Linked DNA regions of Mus musculus: all the other regions are linked to region 1. Evidence: chromatin contacts called from public Hi-C and promoter capture Hi-C data. All regions are on one chromosome and are shown on one strand. Each heading gives the region's core, a stretch centred on a gene start, on an enhancer-like site or on the middle of the called end of the contact. The rest is flanking DNA. Distances are from core to core; before and after follow the strand shown.

The links. Promoter capture Hi-C pulls out the DNA fragments that hold promoters and counts their contacts. Hi-C and Micro-C count contacts between places; a contact is called where the count stands out from the background.
Region 2: a promoter capture Hi-C map of the C10 cell line shows a contact between it and region 1. The contact joins two enhancer-like sites. A contact is called at or near these places in 10 of 39 promoter capture datasets (the 3T3-L1 cell line, 3T3-L1-derived adipocytes, the C10 cell line and 5 more), 2 of 15 datasets of contacts at CTCF or cohesin (large pre-B cells and pro-B cells), 18 of 484 Hi-C or Micro-C datasets (the 63-12 cell line, B cells, the Ba/F3 cell line and 12 more), 4 of 115 datasets of contacts at active chromatin or transcription factors (the 230-238 cell line, CD8 T cells, the HPC-7 cell line and 1 more) and 3 of 9 other capture datasets (adipose tissue, liver and pancreatic islet).
Region 3: a contact with region 1 is called in a Hi-C map of centrocytes, with 2.5 times the contacts expected there. The contact joins two enhancer-like sites. A contact is called at or near these places in 15 of 39 promoter capture datasets (the 3T3-L1 cell line, 3T3-L1-derived adipocytes, the C10 cell line and 10 more), 2 of 15 datasets of contacts at CTCF or cohesin (large pre-B cells and pro-B cells), 27 of 484 Hi-C or Micro-C datasets (the 63-12 cell line, B cells, the Ba/F3 cell line and 18 more), 5 of 115 datasets of contacts at active chromatin or transcription factors (the 230-238 cell line, CD8 T cells, the HPC-7 cell line and 2 more) and 4 of 9 other capture datasets (adipose tissue, embryonic stem cells, liver and 1 more).

What each region holds. Positions count from the first base shown.
Region 1 is chr4:44,670,259-44,673,956 of GRCm38.p6, reverse strand. The region is part of intron 5 of Pax5 (paired box 5); the gene reads left to right. Among named protein-coding and RNA genes, the nearest start is that of Gm12462, 9.1 kb to the left of the region's middle. RefSeq lists an enhancer at 867-3,698. Within about 2 kb of position 1,461, at least 42 of the 459 cell types and tissues checked have an H3K27ac peak or open chromatin away from gene starts, as enhancers often do. A contact at or near this core is called in the 63-12 cell line, the CH12 cell line, centroblasts and 3 more, where this site is marked.
Region 2 is chr4:44,891,933-44,895,506 of GRCm38.p6, reverse strand. Zcchc7 (zinc finger, CCHC domain containing 7) reads right to left here. Exons shown (of 9, transcript NM_138590.4): 3 at 1,937-1,974; 4 at 466-591. Among named protein-coding and RNA genes, the nearest start is that of Gm12678, 50 kb to the left of the region's middle. Within about 2 kb of position 1,641, at least 7 of the 459 cell types and tissues checked have an H3K27ac peak or open chromatin away from gene starts, as enhancers often do. A contact at or near this core is called in the 63-12 cell line and pro-B cells, where this site is marked.
Region 3 is chr4:44,916,463-44,919,725 of GRCm38.p6, reverse strand. All of the region lies in intron 6 of Zcchc7 (zinc finger, CCHC domain containing 7), which reads right to left. Among named protein-coding and RNA genes, the nearest start is that of Gm12678, 26 kb to the left of the region's middle. Within about 2 kb of position 1,610, at least 20 of the 459 cell types and tissues checked have an H3K27ac peak or open chromatin away from gene starts, as enhancers often do. A contact at or near this core is called in the 63-12 cell line, the CH12 cell line, centroblasts and 3 more, where this site is marked.

The DNA.
Region 1 (3,698 bases), core at 212-2,711:
TGATCTCCAGCGAGGCCTTCTCCTGCCTTCTTCCGCTGGTCTCAAGGGCCCCCATTCAGATCTCCCCGACCTTCCCTCCCCGCCTCCCCTGAGTTTGAAAGGCCTTGAATGTAAGAGGTCAGTGGAGTGAGAATCTTTTCACCAGCTCAGAAAGCCAAAGGATCCAGGCCCCGTGTCGATGCTGGGCCAGAGACTCACGATGAGGCAGCTAAGGTATGCTGCAAACAGACTGCTGCCTTTTTAGGAAGGGCACAGAATGAAAGCCAGGACGCTGAGGTGCCAGTCTGTTAAAATAATGCCAAGTTCAGTGTGACCCCATAGTGAGGTTGGGGCAGTTGGCTGTGGGTTCCTCTCAGGACTGTTCCTGTTGCTAGGGTGTTTTTGTATCCCTGGTGGTGCCTTTTACTTGGGAGTGCCTCTCATGTTGGGTTTTCTTGGTTCTGTGTATTTTGTATTAGTCGGCACACTTTCTTTTCTCTGCTTATTTTTCACTCTCTCTTTCTTACCAACCCCGACTCCTGTCATTTGGTCAGAGGTCCCAGGTCATCTGTGCCTAGCAACCCCCTGGAGGACTGTGGTGTGAAGGGTTGGGAGGACCAGGCTCAGCACTCATCCTAGCCACAGGCTCTGGTCTCTCTGCCTTCCCTTGGACATATTTCCTGCACTCTGAACAGAGGATGGACAGAGTCGGGGAGCTAACTGTCAGATTTTAAAGAAGAGACAGGGATGAACAAAGCTGGACCCTTTTGTCAGGAGTTAGCAGCAGCCTTTGCCTATAGATCTTGCCCCAAGATTTCACAGGCCTGTGATCTCAGGGGAGCCCTGCTACCCAGGGTTGCTGAGGCGTCCACAGGTTCTGGGGCATTCTTAAGACGGGGCTAGAATGCTCTGAGGACTTCCTGTAGGGGCTTGCTGTAATGAGAACTTGAGTAATCTGGTCTTTGAACCTGTATTTTGTCATTTGGAAAGGACAGGTGGCAAGAGCCTAGTGGATTACCGTGAGGTTAAAGGAAGTGGCTCCCTGAGGGGTTTGGGTAAAGGCTTCATAAATGGTCAGTGGGGGCTTGAGGATGTGGGGACGGTCATGGTGGGCGCGGCCTCAGGCGTGGGATGGCTCCAGCCACAGTACAAGCTGAAACTCACAGGTCTGCCTGCCACTGATTTCCTGTTTATAACAGTCAAGGGTTGGGGTGGGGCTGGGGGGTACTGAAGGAGTGGAAGGAGGGCAAGCTGGGGAGGCCATGTCATCTAGGCTGAACAACAGTGCCCCCAGGTGTTGGTTGCAAAACCAGGGGCCACCCCATGACATTTCTTTTCTTTCAGGACCCTTCCATTCCCTTCAGTTTCCCACTCTCCTTTATAGAGGAAAAAAGGGCTGAGCACGGCCTCAGTTTCCCATGGAGGCAGGCACAGGGTGCACACCAGGCGCTGTTCTCCAGGATAGGGGACAAAATCAGAGTGCCTGGGGCTGGAGGGCTGTCTGTCTCAGGGCTTCTGTGGCTTGTGTCATGGAGAGCAGCTAGGAGGTTCTGGCACGTGAGAAAACAGGCTGGGCTGGAAGGAGTCCAAGTAGGTCACATGGTAAACCCTAGAAAACCTGGATCCTCAGAAAACCCTTGATGTCCTCTGTGGTCATCGCTGTTAAGAGCCATTGTGACCTTATTAGGTAAGGTGCCCTATTGTGGCGTGAGGGGCTCCCCCGCTGATTCTCACCTGAGCTTCTCCCTAGCCCTCCTCTCACTCCTCAGAGCTTCCAGACCCGTGTGTTCTCTGCCATCACGCAGCAGAACTCTCCCTCTGGCACGGGCTGCCCAAGAAGTTGCGTAGCCAGCCTGTCTGGGTTGTCCGTAGCTGGCTTAGAGTAGGTGTCCAATGCTGGCTATCTGACCTTCACAACTCGCTAAGCCCACACATGCTTCCGGGGTCAGCATGGAACCCTGGAAAGCAGGGAACTTTGGCTGTAGGGAGGTACTCCTTCTCACAGTAGCTTTTAGGGGGCAGGCAGGTGGCTCCTGCCGTTTCTTTGTGGCCCTTGTTGGGACATTCCTGGCTCTGTGAGGAATGTCCTGTACTGTCATCTAGATGGCCTCATCCCTGAGTTCTCTTGTACAGGCTAGAACCAAGGTCTTCTTCAGTTGCTGCTGCTCAACGTTCAGAGCTTGGTGGCAGCGGGCTGGCTGTGGGTCATGATTTCATCTGAGGGTGAAGTCAGATCTGGGACTCTGGGGGTAACCACCCTTTGGGTTTCTGGGTGACTGCTCTCAGCTTGCTCTAGCACCTGAAACTGTGCTAGTTTCTAAGCTCCAAGAACCTAATGCTTCTAGAATCTAAGTCCAGACCCTAGAGAAAGGAGTTCTGTCTAGCCGAAGACCATGGGTGGCAGGCCTCAGCAGGGGCCAGGGGGTGTGTCTGCTTGTGTGCAAGTGTGTGTGTGTGTGCACCCTTGAAGTCAGAGGTGTGGGCAGTCCAGCACAGGGTTATATACTCCGGGACAAGAAGCTTTGGCATCACCGAAGAACGTGTTGGGGCCACAGAGATGCTAAGGGCTGTATGTCTAGTTCCCAGTCTGGTTGGCTCTTCTTTCTCATCCAGCTTTTGAAGCCATCATCGATTCAGCTGAGACCCCCCCAGGCAGCCAACTAGCTGTAAGGGGATCCTGGTTGAAGAGGCCAGGTGGTCTCTTGTGGGGCTTCGTGGGCCTTTCCCTCAGACATGGGGCCTGCCCCATGGGTGTGGGGGGGTTAGGTTTCAGTTCCTCCCAGTTCTGGTTCCTAAGTTTCACTTTGATTCAGAGAGAGAGAGAGAGAGAGAAAGAGAGAGAGAGAGAGAGAGAGAGAGAGAGAGAGAGAGAGAGAGAGCCTGCCTATGTGGGAGCCAGAGCTGATGATCCTCCCACCTCCCTCTATTTACATGCCTGCTTAGCCCAGGCCTCCCATATTTCCCCAGACTCTAGCTCCCGTGCCCTGCATTTGTGTTCAGGGATGCCTAGGGATATATGACAAGCAGTTCTCAGGTTTTGGGGCCCCTTTAAACTTAAAAAAATTTATTGAGGACTAATTAAGGAGTAAAATTGAATTATTTATTGACCTATTAAAATAATAATAAACAACACATGTTGAGATAAAAGCTGTTTTCTAAACTGAAAATCTAGCAGGAGAGGCACTGTCTTACACCTGCGCAAGCTTCCTTAGTGTCTGGTTTGACAGAAGACAGCTAGAGTTGAAAAGATGCCTCTGGACTCACTGTCACAATACCATACATATCCTAGGCTCTGGAAAGTGCCACCCTGTGCTTTCATCGTGAGTGAAGGCAAATGACCCTGTGGCATCATGGGAAAACAGTTCCAACCTCACAGATCCCCTGAAGGTCTTGGGAACCCCCTGGTTCTCTGGCCTGCACCTGGGGGGTTTCTGCCCACATTGCTCCTCGCTGACCGTGTCTGTTCATCTCTCACACAGACAGAGAGAACACATGTGTGGTGTGAGTTAAAAGAGGAGTTTTTCCCATGTCTCCCATCTTTAACCGGGAGGTTGTGGCTGGACACACCAGGCTTTGGCAACCCTCTCATCTCACATGGCGGCTGTGTGGTTTCTGGCTCGTGTTTGTTTCCACAAAGAGGGATGAGCACTGAGTTCTTCCTATGTCCAGCAGCTTGTCTGTAGGGTTTGAGGTCTGACCTCCCTCCAGCTTGCTTCCTT
Region 2 (3,574 bases), core at 392-2,891, 220 kb before region 1:
CAGAGAAGCAGTTGTATGCCTACCACGAGCTGCTTTAGGAGGCATTAGGTAATGAAAGGACTGTGTGTCCAGAGCCACTACATACCATAACGCAGAACTCAAATAAATATGCTTGCTTTGCCATTACTACACACATATAGACAAAAAGAAGTACAAATCTCTAATAGTGAGAATTATTGCACAATGAAATGTGCTGTCTACAGAGGACAAAGTTTTAAAAGGAAATCCTTTCACTCAGTCTTCTCATCTTGTGGACAAGAAAATCTAGGCACAGAGTATGACGTATCTGCCACCACTAAGCTCATAATGGGAAAGCTGAAATGGAGCCCAGGGTTGCAGACACTACACCCATGCCATGCTCATGAGCTCCCTGTAATCCAACATGCTGAGTTCAGCCAGAGCTGAGTCTAGGAGCCAGGGCTCGAGGCCTTTAACACAGGAAGAAGCATCATGCATCTCACGTACTTGTGGTAAGGGGCAGTTTTTTGACAAATGGCCACGTTTATCACAATTTCTACAGGTGACATTTTTGTTGACTGAATAGTATCGGTTGTTCCACCTTCCAGATGATCTGTTATTATCTATCTTGGCCTAAGAGTAGAAGGAAAAAAATTAAGAATTAAAATTATTTCAGTTTAAGGAAACCTACCTATTCTTCCTCTTAAAACTACTGAGTGAGAAACATTAAATTTTAAGTCAGCTTTAATACTTTGGTACAACAAAAGAAGGAACAGACACCTCTGTTCAACCTAACACCCAGAAGCAGACTCCAGCCCCGAGAGGTGAGCGCAGGGATAGCGCTATTTCTTTGGCTCTTGCCCACGTGACTGCCCCCACTTGCCAGATTCGATTAGGGATCAGGTCTAGCAGGAATATGGCTATGCTACATTCAGCTGCTGCTAACTTCTACATCTAAACATACACCATTTAGTTCTGAATGAGAGGCTTGCTTAAAGTTTTAGTTAGGGAATGGTATTTTTATGATTTTGTGCTTTAAAACATTACAAAACTATATAACTACCAAATATAACCTTTTTTTGAAAAGCACAGGGCTACCTCTATTGCCTATAAAACTAATGACAACTTCTAAGAATATGAGACAATATTCTTCCACTATCAGCCACATAGTGACCCAATTCTAGTTGTCTCTTATTCTAGTCAAATTCTACTATATATGAAAGAACATGAGCAAAGTACATCATATGAAATACCTAAAGAGGAATACGAAATCCCAACCATGCGCTTATCTTGTTTGGCAGAATTCCGTCTTTAAAGTCAGGCATGGTGGTTCATGCCTATAATCCCAACACTTGGGAGGTAGGGGCAGGAGGATCTCGAGTTCAAGGACAGCCTAGGCTATGTAGGAGACCCTGTCTCAAAAAGAGAAAAATACATACATAAATAAATAAAATAAATTCCATTTTTGAAAAAGCTTCATTTTTTTTTTACCTGTTATTCTCCTGAATTGGTTGTCAACTATCTCCAATCTAGTAATATCTTAAAACTTGACTATCAAGTTGAAAACAACCTTTTAATTTTTTTTATTTTTAAGTATTTGTTACAATAAGGCTAATAATTGACACAAGCACCTGCCATGTTCTAAATATAGACTGACCATTTCCTTACACTGAAGAAACAGTTATTTCCGGTGTTGATCTTAGTAGTACTAGACCATAGGGGCTAACAGGAATCATTAAGGCAGAGAAGAAATATAAACAGAAGGGTGATTTATAGCTACTTATCATCTGACAAAAATCAAAGTTGAGTTACATTTCTGAAAAGTTAAATTACATACATACTAAAACCAAACTTTCTCTTCTAAGTTATGGGACTACATCTTTTTAAAAAAGTTTATACCCCCCCCCAAATTATGGAAAATAACAAATGGAAATATGTAGATCAAAGGACAATATTAGCTTAAAAAAATTGATCTTACCTCGATGTCTTTGTCACTGATGAACCAATTTACATCATCTAGAAAATAAAACAAATTTACTTTTAGTGCCTTAAGTCACACACAGACAATGGGACTTCAAATGTGTTAGTATTCAAACTGGTATAAATGAGAAGTTTAAGAGAAGGTATAAATGAAAAGGGTTAAACATCTAAAATTCTCATGTAAGTGAAAAATACTATTTTTCAGACTTTTTATTTATTTAAAATTGTGTGTCTATGCATATGAGTATATGTGCCTATGGATGCCAGAAGAGGGTGTCAGATCTCCCTGAACCTGGACTCTCTCCATGTGGGTCCCGGGAAATGAACTTTGAACCTCTGCAAGGGCAGCAAGTGTTCATAACTGATGAGCCTTCTTTCTAGCCCTAAAATTCTTTATTATTTTTTTGTGGTAGTAGGCTTTAAGTATGCCAAACAAAGCACTAATACCACTGGTTTTGTGTGTGTCTGTATGTGCAGCTGCACATGTGAGAGGATATCTATGAGGGCAGGGAGTATATCAGTATCCTACTCGCCAGCACTCTACCTTATTCCTTTGTGACAGCCTCTCTCACTGGCAGTGAACTTTGCCTCTGCTTAGCACAAAGCTAAGGTTACAGGTACATGTGTGCCCATGCCTACTTTATACATGGGTGCTGGGGATCCCAACTCAGGTCCTAGCTGGTGCAACAACTGCTCTCACCCACCTGAGCCATCTATGCAACACTTTGCTTAAAAGCACTCATATCAGTTGTGTGACTCTCAACAAATAATTATTCACCCTGTGCCTCATATTTTTTGCCTGTAAAATAGGGATAATAGTATTTATAGTATTTGCCCTGCCTACCTAAAATCTTTTGTAAGAATCAAATGAGATTTGTGAAAAATGGCTTTGTATACCAAGCTCAAATACAAATACAGAAAAAATAAGCAAAGGGCTCAACAGCAGATGTAGAAATAAATTTATGTCAATTTCCTACCTGACCAAGCAGAACTTTACTTAGAGAGGAGATGTTTCAATGATCCCAACCCTTTTTATTTTTCTAGACCCTAGACACTGGGACATTCCAAAATATTTTATAAACAAGCCTCAGAATCTTGTCTTTTGATTCTCTGAACCTGGCTATTGTGTGAAGTTGGTGTATAAACTGTGACCACTATCTATCTAAACTCTTCAACAAGTTGCTCATTAATGAGTCCTCCCAGCAGTGTCAACTGACTGCATCTTGTCTTCACTTATTCTGTCCAGTGGTGGAAAGTCACACAATCTCATTTCCACCTAAGTTGGTAGAAGAGAAATTCTTTATCTCAATATCAGCATTAACAATGTCTACTGGTTTTTCTAGATGACTTCCACTACAGCATCAAAAACCTTTGAAAGAATTATCTATTTATTTCTTTGGCCTGTTTGTTGACATCTATGTGCACGAGGTCAGAGGACAGTTTGAGGGAGGTGGTTCTCTCCGACCACCATCTGCATTCCAGGGTTCACACAAGAGTCATCAAGCCTGCAGGCAAGCACCTTTACCAGCTCTTATTCCATCTTGCTTGCCTCCACTGAAACATTCTGACAACAACAGACCTTGAAAACTGGTCTACTTTGTATGTTAGGAACTTTGTATTACATTAACAACATCAA
Region 3 (3,263 bases), core at 361-2,860, 250 kb before region 1:
TATACATATGTTTTTAATGTATTAAAACTATGTCATATACCCAACAGACTCCCAATTCATTGGGTAATTCCTTAATTAGGCAGATTTCTGAAATATGTATTATGTACACAACAGACCGGAACGTCTGTTTTGGCGCATTTTCCAGTCTATCAGGTGATTACATCATTAAGCCACACATGCTACATAGAAAAATCCTTATGAAAACTCATAAGAAATGTACAGCACATCATTAGCATGCAGCAGACATGTATGTTTTTTGATAGTTTTCTGCTTAAAAAAAAAAAACTACATGAAGTAATTAGTTGAGGTCAGGAAAATATGAGAATGGCCCCAGACACTGGCAAAAATGAAATTTACAAAAAACTGCACTTCTTATGGCTTAGCTGAGAGTAATTTGCTTTACTGGAAAACAGATTCTTGAACAATGTTAACTTGAATTGCAGCAGAGTGAGTGCTGTTTTATTGATCTGATATTTCCAACACACAGCTAGCTTCCTCCCTCCCTCCCTCTCTCTTAGACATACTTGAGTTTTACAAACCCATGGGTTGAACGGTTGCAAATGTCCATTGGTAAATCCAGGAATTATTCAAGGCCTTGCAGTACCAAGTGCTTACGTATTTATGCCTTCATTTAATGTAATCAAGAGTTTATTACATGGGCGTATCGTTTCTTGGTAAGCAAAAAGACTGTTAAAGATGAATATGTATGTTACTGGCATAAATTTTAATAGTGTAATTACATATTTACTACATTAAAAAAGCAATAGGCTATATCTAAAAGACATATATCTAAAGACTAAAATAAAAGCGTAAGTTCCGTAAGAGGGAACTATTAAACTGACCACTTTCTAATCTTTCTGTAAACAATACACGCCACTAAAAACCCCAACAACAAAAACAAAAAGAAAAGCTCAGAACTGGAGAACAATGAGCATATGCAAGACAGGAAGGAGCCCAGCGCTGCACTTCCAGATGCTCCCAATCTTCTAGGCTTAAAAAGCATCCCAATTTTCTCTAAAGGTAGCAGCGTTTATTCACTGGCCCATAGCTAATTTTACATGGAATGCAAAAATGTTAGTTTAAGTTTAATTTACCACCCTATTTAAATATTTCCAATGTAGCTCTTCAACTGCAGAGCTATCCCTCCGTCTATTTTAATTTTAAAGTAAGTTAGCATAGGGCTTCCTTCTTAATCCCCAGAGACTACCTACATAGTGACACAGACGCACACATTTATGACGGCAACATAAATGCTCTGCTCTTCTGAAGTAACATTAAGTGAAAATCGTTTCCTGGAAAGATATTATAGGTATCTATATTTTATTTGCCATCTTAAACATATCTGGGTCTTTATGGCCTTATTTTAAAAATGTATTTCCTTTTTATATTTCCTGGTGCAAATGGACTGCATAAATAAGCAATGTGCTATGAGGCTTCAGACCAGCCGATAAAACCTTTCAATTTTCATGCCAGCTTCTTCTTTTGTAATTCAAATCTGCCTGGAAACTGGCAGCTCTGAAAACTGAAACAAGCACTGCCACAAATACCTTGTAATGCTATCGACCTTGTCTGCCCATGCAGTGAGAAAGGGGGTGCGTATGTGTCTGCAGCCATCCAGATAACACAACTCATTTTTTTTTTGGGGGGGGCATGAGGTGGGGATAACAGAAGCCAGCCCCATACTGCACCAAAAGCAGTCATTACCAGGCAAGCTGGAGAATAAGTCTCTTCAAAATACACAGTGCATTTAAAAACCATATATGAGGCTGAGCCACTGCTGTCATTACCAATTTTAATTTAGCTCCTTCAGTTTGCCAGCCAGATAAACTCTTTAGTGCAGTTTTTTAATCTATTTGCCACATTTATGTTTCAGATTATAGTAATATGGACAGGAGAAGGAATCACTTTTAGAGGAAATAAAGCAATAGATCCGCTTATCGGCAACCATCAGAAAGTTCATTAATCAGCGAGGCTTTGTGCCCTCTAAATTGAAAGGTTAAATAATCCTCTCAGGAATATCCTCAGCCCCCCACCAACTGTCCAGAGAGGAGCTGCCATTCACAGCACACGGATCAGTGACAGGGTATCTTACCACTGTTTGCACCCCAAACAATGACGGACAAATGGCCTGCTTTACAAAGGAACCTTTTAGTACACAGATGGAAAAGGACCACAAGCTTTGATGTAGGGGAGGGCTGAGGAGGGTGTGGAGACAGGATATAAGGGAAGGGACAGAAAAGGATACACACATGTGTAAACTCACAGATATTTTATCTGCAGGTTTATTGGGGTAGACTGTAAGGCATGGAAATCATGCTAAATACATATCTTCCAACCATATGAGATGTTTACATAAACCTCCATTGATAATTACAGATCAGAACCATAGCTCTATTGTATTTATTAGTTAATACAGGGGGACCCAAATAAATTCCAAGCTTTTAATTTTGATTAGAACCCCATATAACTTCCCTCTCAAGCCTGCTTATTCTACTAGAATACTGTTCACAGCTTCAAGGACCTACCTTCAGGGTAGGAAGTAAATGGTCTTTTTTTAAAAAATAAAGTAATGGCCTTTCTTAAATTCTAAAATTTATTTTATATGTGTGGGTGTTTTGCCTGCACTTATGTCTGCATATCTTCCTGATGCTCACAGAAGCAGGAAGAGGATGGATCCCTTGGAAGTGGAGTTACAGACAGCTCTGAGGCACCACGTGGGTGCTGGGAATCAAACCCAGGACCGGCCAGTGCTCCCAGCTCAGGTCTCTGATTTTATAATACACTCTGTCTTAGCCCCTGCTTGTCTTAAAATAAGGAACATGGACTAGGAATGCTCTTCCAAGGGTACATACTGCACACACGAAGCTCACCCAGGTCTCACGCTATTCTAGTTTGTGACTCTCTCTGGCTCATTTCTGGTATCGGTCATGTGCAGGCACAACTAGTTTTATCTGAAGTGCAAATCCCTGGTATATTATTTGGTTTCCTTTCTTGTCTTATTAAAAAGATCCCTCTCTTCCTTGCATAAAGCACTATAATTACTGTGAGCTGTTTGATTTCATACTATTCTCATTATAAAGATTTACATAATTTGCTTACAGTAACTAGTCATAGGACATTGAAGTTATCTGTTAAAATTATGCACATAATAGCATAATTCAGGTATTTTAGAGTGATGTCATTACTTATCCCCCCTCCCTTTCTTGCTTCTTTGCTTCCTTTAATGGTGGAGATTAAAGCCAGTCTAAACGTGCACTGCACTT